Linked DNA regions of Mus musculus: region 1 is linked to region 2. The links are chromatin contacts, called in public HiChIP or PLAC-seq maps. All regions are on one chromosome and are shown on one strand. The core of a region is the stretch at or near the end of the contact, and the rest is flanking DNA. Distances in the headings are between cores, read along the strand shown. Region 1 overlaps Inpp4b (inositol polyphosphate-4-phosphatase, type II). Region 2 overlaps Inpp4b (inositol polyphosphate-4-phosphatase, type II).

Region 1 (2,715 bases), core at 54-2,553, 95 kb before region 2:
TGCAACTGGGTTCATCTGCATACAACCTGTTTAAAATAATTTGTCCACCTTGACTATGATTCTTGGCATTATCGTGAGAAACTAACTCTTGGGGAGAAATCTTAGTTCTCTGGGTTTTCAATTCTGAGGAAGCATCATATCATGGTCCCTTGTAACTGAAAATAAAATGTCCTATGGTCTACCTCAACTAGAAAGGCAGGGCGGTGGAGAGCCAGAGGGATGGAGACAATGACTGCAGTGTTGCTAAATCTAATGTGCTAGACATTGTGCTGGGCTGTTTTCACCCATTTAATAAAATTGATTGGTTTAATTGATTGGCCAAAACAAAGTCTGCATGGTTTCTTTGACTCCTGGAACTTACAGAAGAGTAGAGGAGATAGAAGGATGGGTGCTAACTTTATATGCCCCAGTACAGGGGAACGCCAGGGCCAAAAAGGGGGAGTGGGTGGGTAGGGGAGTGGGGGTGGGTGGGTATGGGGGACTTTTGGTATAACATTGGAAATGTAAATGAGCTAAATACCTAATAAAAAATGGGAAAAAAAGAAAAAAAAACAAAACAAAAAAAAAAACCAAGAAAGCAAATACGCAGAAATCGCAACTGTAATGTGAAGTACCAATATAGTGAAGGTAAATACACGTTGGAAAGAGTGGCTGTCTTCACTATTTCTTCTGCCTCTCTGAGGAAACATAATGCAAAGTCCCAAAGCAAGTCAAAGAAGCACAATTTAGTATGCTTGAAGACCTGGAAATGGGGAACAGAAAGCCACAGAGGGCTGGATGAAAGGAGGCCAGCTCTTGCAAATGTCAACAAGTACCAAAGCAGGCAAGGCGGTAGTATAGTGGTCAGCGGGTGATGTATTAGTGAAATTCTAGTCCTGCACTTACTATGTTAATTAAAAATCAACTGGGAGGCAGTGAGTGGGATGTAAAGTGAATAATTTTGTTTAAAAGTGACATCATAAATAAAAAAAATGTGCAGCATTAAAAATTAAAGGAAAAAATCATACAGCAAAATTAACCAGAGACGGTGAACCTCAAAGAACTTCTCTATAGTTAGAGTAACCACTTGAAACAAAAACTGTGAATTTTCTCATCGGAGCTTATGCTTTCATTATCAAATATTTTTATGTTCTTAAAAAGCAATTCAACTGTGTGGCTTCACATTTAACAAGAGTTGGCACATTTGTAGGTTGAAGACAGAATGGGTAAATAGTGTTGAGTGTTTTTACCTGTCACTGTGTGAACTTGACAAACATCAGCAATGGTGACATGAAACTACTACTCCCCCCAACCCTGTGTGTGTGTGTGTGCATGTGAGAAAGACAAACAGACAGATACAAAGACTGCAAAGGAAGGAGGAATGGGTGGACATACAGACAAAGACAGATTTCAGAAAATCTTGTCAAAATCATTTAATCCACATCTTATAAACTTTGGGCTTCTAGAAAAGCATATAATGGGGCTATTTCATATTTTTCATAGTTTATGTGGTTTCTGCATATAGAGTCATGAAGAATATTATATGGATTTTCTCCAGGTTTAAGACATTCCATAATTGTAAAATATTACATATTTTATTCTTAAATCAAAAAATAATTCAGGGATCTTTCTCTCACTTTATCACTGTGAAATTAATGTGGAAAAAAATCTAAAGAGTAAGCCTAAAGAAATGAGAGCAGAGGAAAAGCCATCTTATTGAGGAAACACAAGCATACTTCCTCTTTAAAGAGAGGATGTGATATGTGAGGGGTTGTGTTTTATATTCCTCAAAGACCTTCAGGGACTTAGCCCTGAAGTTCCGGGCTTTACAAAGAAAAGCAGCAGAGAGTGTCAGTTATCTCTCAGATCCAGCTTTGCGAGCCCTCCTGGAAATCAAGGGCAACCAAACAGACTACCAAGCCATTGTCAGATTAATAGGTTATTGATGGGCACGCTATCTTTGAAATCATCAAATTCAGTGGACAGCCATGCTCCATGGAATTTAGGTCAATAAGAAAGAGAAAAGCACTCTTATTTCCATAGCTGTTGTTTCTAATTATACACCTTCCTTCAAATTACCTAATAAGAAATCCTTCAAACGATCAATTGTTTGTTTGTGTTATATACATATAGTAGTGACAGATACCCATTTTTGTTTCAATAAGATTGTTCCAGAGTCTTATAGTCACAGACCTGGTCCTGAGTTTCTGGCAGTTGATGGACATAGATGTCATGTACCCACACGATGGTACCGAAGGAGGACCAGAGAGATGTCTCATCAGTTAAAGGTACTGTCCACCAAATCTGACCTCAGGCCTCACACAGAGGAAGAAGAGAATTGACTCCTACCAGCAAGTTGTCTCTGACATCCCTATTCACGCCATGCCACACATGCATCCATGCATGCAAACAAGCAGACATGCAACTGCGATAAGTAAATGGATATCATTTAAATTTATTTAATAAAAGAAATGACTGGCAGTAATGGAGGCCTGAGAGAATCGTGGCCTTCAGCAATTGTGTTGGAATGGAAGGATATCAATTAAACTAAGAAAATGTCTACTTTAAAAGACCATATGGTAAAACAGTGCATTGTGGGAGCCCATGGCCATGACCCCAGCCATTTGTATCGTGTCCAGGCTGTCTCTTTTCCCAAATACTTTGCTCTTCCTGGGAAGGGCTTAGTGGTCTTGCCCACCTCTCCACTCATCTTCTTAATCTGCAGAAAACATAATC
Region 2 (2,700 bases), core at 42-2,541:
TTCTGTAGCATTTTGCTACTGTTGAATAAAATCTGAAATATTATGAATAAAATACTAGGGAGGAAAAAAAACAAATTTATGAGTGTTGTATGTTTTGGGTAGGTTGCCAATTTGTGGCCTTCGCTTTAAAACAAAAGGAAAAGGCAAGATTTGAATCTGCAAATTGACAACTGCTCACCTATCAATAGCCAAGTCCTGATCTCCCAGCAGCACACCCACTCAGACTAGCCCAAATCTTCAGTAACCTCTTTTATCATACATGCTCAGGGTGAGAGGTCCTTCCAAAGCCAAACAGAAAGCCCTTGTCTTCTCATTGTCAGTCAACAAACCTAGCTCTGTGTGGAACTACCCAATCTCAAAGGAGCACTGCTTGCATCCACTCTGTTCCTCAGAGATCTCTATTTTCACCTTCCTACTGAAACCTGACAGATCTATCCTGTAGCACAGAAGATTGATATCTGATCTTACAATACTTTCCTCTGTTCACTGTTTAAATTTTATTGTCCATTCTGCTTTAAAATCCTTACAATTCTATTAATGCAGACTTTCAGCCCAAGAAGAAATTGCTTTCATTAGTTTATGCTGATTTTCTGCCTTTCAAAAATATATCACTAAATGCCATTTTTGTATTTGATGTCTATTCTTCCATAATATATGCCAACTCCTATTCAAGAAAGATCCATTCTATATTTCATCTGAGGACCAAGCTCCCCAGTACAGTTATCCTGTGCCTGATCACAGATCAAAGGTTACAGATCAAATATTAGACATCACAGAGACAGAATAAAATCAAAACAGGGAGACACCCATGTCGTTTTGTTGGCAGGAAATGATTTCTTATGAACACAATGTGACTGTAACTGTACATCAAGGGCAAATCTTTTTTTTCTACTTTTTTCTTTGTGTTACAGATAAATCTCATGATCGTGCACATGCTAACCACTCTCTGTACAACTGTGCTACCACGAAGAGTATAAATCCCACACATGAAGAAAGGATGATGTGTCTAAAAGTTTGATCATAATGTCCAAAATATGATGCCAGCCCTTCTGGTTGAGTATGAGCTTATAGGTGGCAATTCTTTAGTCAACTGTTGTGTATGAAATTGTTGGAAATTATAAATCAATATTAGAGATAGAGTCAGAATCAATTTATCTGTTGTTGGCAAGCATTTTTAAAAATATATTATATGAGGGAGATGAAGAATGTTGGCATACACTATACACATGAGAACTCATTAAGTCACAAAGCAGCTCTGGTGGTACAGGATGCTGTCTGTGCACATGTGCAGATCACTGGAGGAAATGTACATCTCACTGTGGATTATGATAACAACTTTGACTGTTGTGTCAGTATCTATCAGGCTTCCTGAAAGGGCAATCCATATCTTCACTGTGTACTTCTCCATTTTTCAGATGTTCAGCTTCAGCAACCAGCCAAAGCTGCCTTGATGAGGCCACTGATGGCCTCCTGCCTGTCAAATGTGGTGCACCCCTCTTGGGCACATTCCTGCTAAGTTCTCTGTAGTGTTGAACATTACCCAGACCCCTATAAGCTTGAATAATCTTTGCTTCTCTGGCTTCACTCTCTAATGAATCGTTCTGCCTTCCCAAGGTTTCTCTGTGTTTTTATTTGTTTCCCGGTTCCCTGCCCTGAATCTGACCTCAGAACTTGTGCAGAACAGCTGCAGCCTTTGAGATGTTACAGATCTGCTAGGTCACCATCTCTGCCATGTGTCACCTCCAGTTTGACTAACCTAACCCTATCCACCACCATCTCATGTGAAGATTATTGCAATGGACTTGTTTTTTTTCCTCTGTCTGAACTCAGAGCTGGCATACATGACCCACAGTCCTGGTAAAGAGAAAATTCAATTGGCCCATCCATTTGATCAGACCACTCACTGACCTCTTCAGGTCTTTGCTTAAACAGCATCTGACTGGCGACTTCCAGGCCTGCCAATTTAAATATGAAACTTCACCCTGCCACAGATGCCCTGCCTCCCTCCTTCCCTTGCTTTTCTCTATAGCTCTTTTCTAGAGTGATAGACATTTGTTTACCATCTGTCTCTTCTTAGTATGACATAAAATCCAGCAGAGAAGGGATTTCTCTCTGTTTTGTAGGCTGCTGTATCCCAGCATCTAGAGTTAATGGCCCATAGAGAGAGGCCGAAGGCGTTTATTAAAAGAAAGGATGACTATAGCTAATCATGACTTCTTCTTCCTATCATAGTAGGCCTGAGAGCTCACATGGGTGTGACTGCAGTCCATGTACTTCTGTCTTTATGATAGGTTTTTAAGACAAATGTCTAGCCATTGCTGTTGTCTGTATGGGTCCTATCTAGTTTCATACAGTGAAACTTAACTACCAACATGATGGGTTTAAGGAAGGTCTTTTGGGAACATGAGAATAAGACCTCCTGGTGATCAGAACTAATGGTCCCATTAGAAAGGGGGCTAGAGGCAACTATTTGACATTCTCCCCTTCTATTGCTTGAGGAAAAAATAAGGCCAGTCCTTCACCATACTGAATCCTAGTAACTGTCTTGAGCATCTAGCTTTCAGAGACATTCCTGTTACCCAGTATAAGGCTTTCTCTTATAATAGAAATGATGCACTAAAATGGTCATTAAGCAAATGCAGGAATTGGCAGTCAGTGCTTTCTGGGAGAGGAGTGTTGCTTGCTTTAGTACTGTGGTCA

The links. HiChIP or PLAC-seq counts read pairs in DNA pulled down with a chosen protein or histone mark.
Region 1: a CTCF HiChIP or PLAC-seq map of CD8 T cells shows a contact between it and region 2, with 7 read pairs. The contact joins two enhancer-like sites. A contact is called at or near these places in 1 of 15 datasets of contacts at CTCF or cohesin (CD8 T cells) and 1 of 115 datasets of contacts at active chromatin or transcription factors (CD8 T cells).

The regions. Positions count from the first base shown.
Region 1 is chr8:81,585,014-81,587,728 of GRCm38.p6, reverse strand. All of the region lies in intron 2 of Inpp4b (inositol polyphosphate-4-phosphatase, type II), which reads right to left. Among named protein-coding and RNA genes, the nearest start is that of Gm51582, 240 kb to the right of the region's middle. Within about 2 kb of position 1,303, at least 9 of the 459 cell types and tissues checked have an H3K27ac peak or open chromatin away from gene starts, as enhancers often do. A contact at or near this core is called in CD8 T cells, where this site is marked.
Region 2 is chr8:81,490,127-81,492,826 of GRCm38.p6, reverse strand. The region is part of intron 2 of Inpp4b (inositol polyphosphate-4-phosphatase, type II); the gene reads right to left. Among named protein-coding and RNA genes, the nearest start is that of Gm51582, 150 kb to the right of the region's middle. Within about 2 kb of position 1,291, at least 24 of the 459 cell types and tissues checked have an H3K27ac peak or open chromatin away from gene starts, as enhancers often do. A contact at or near this core is called in CD8 T cells, where this site is marked.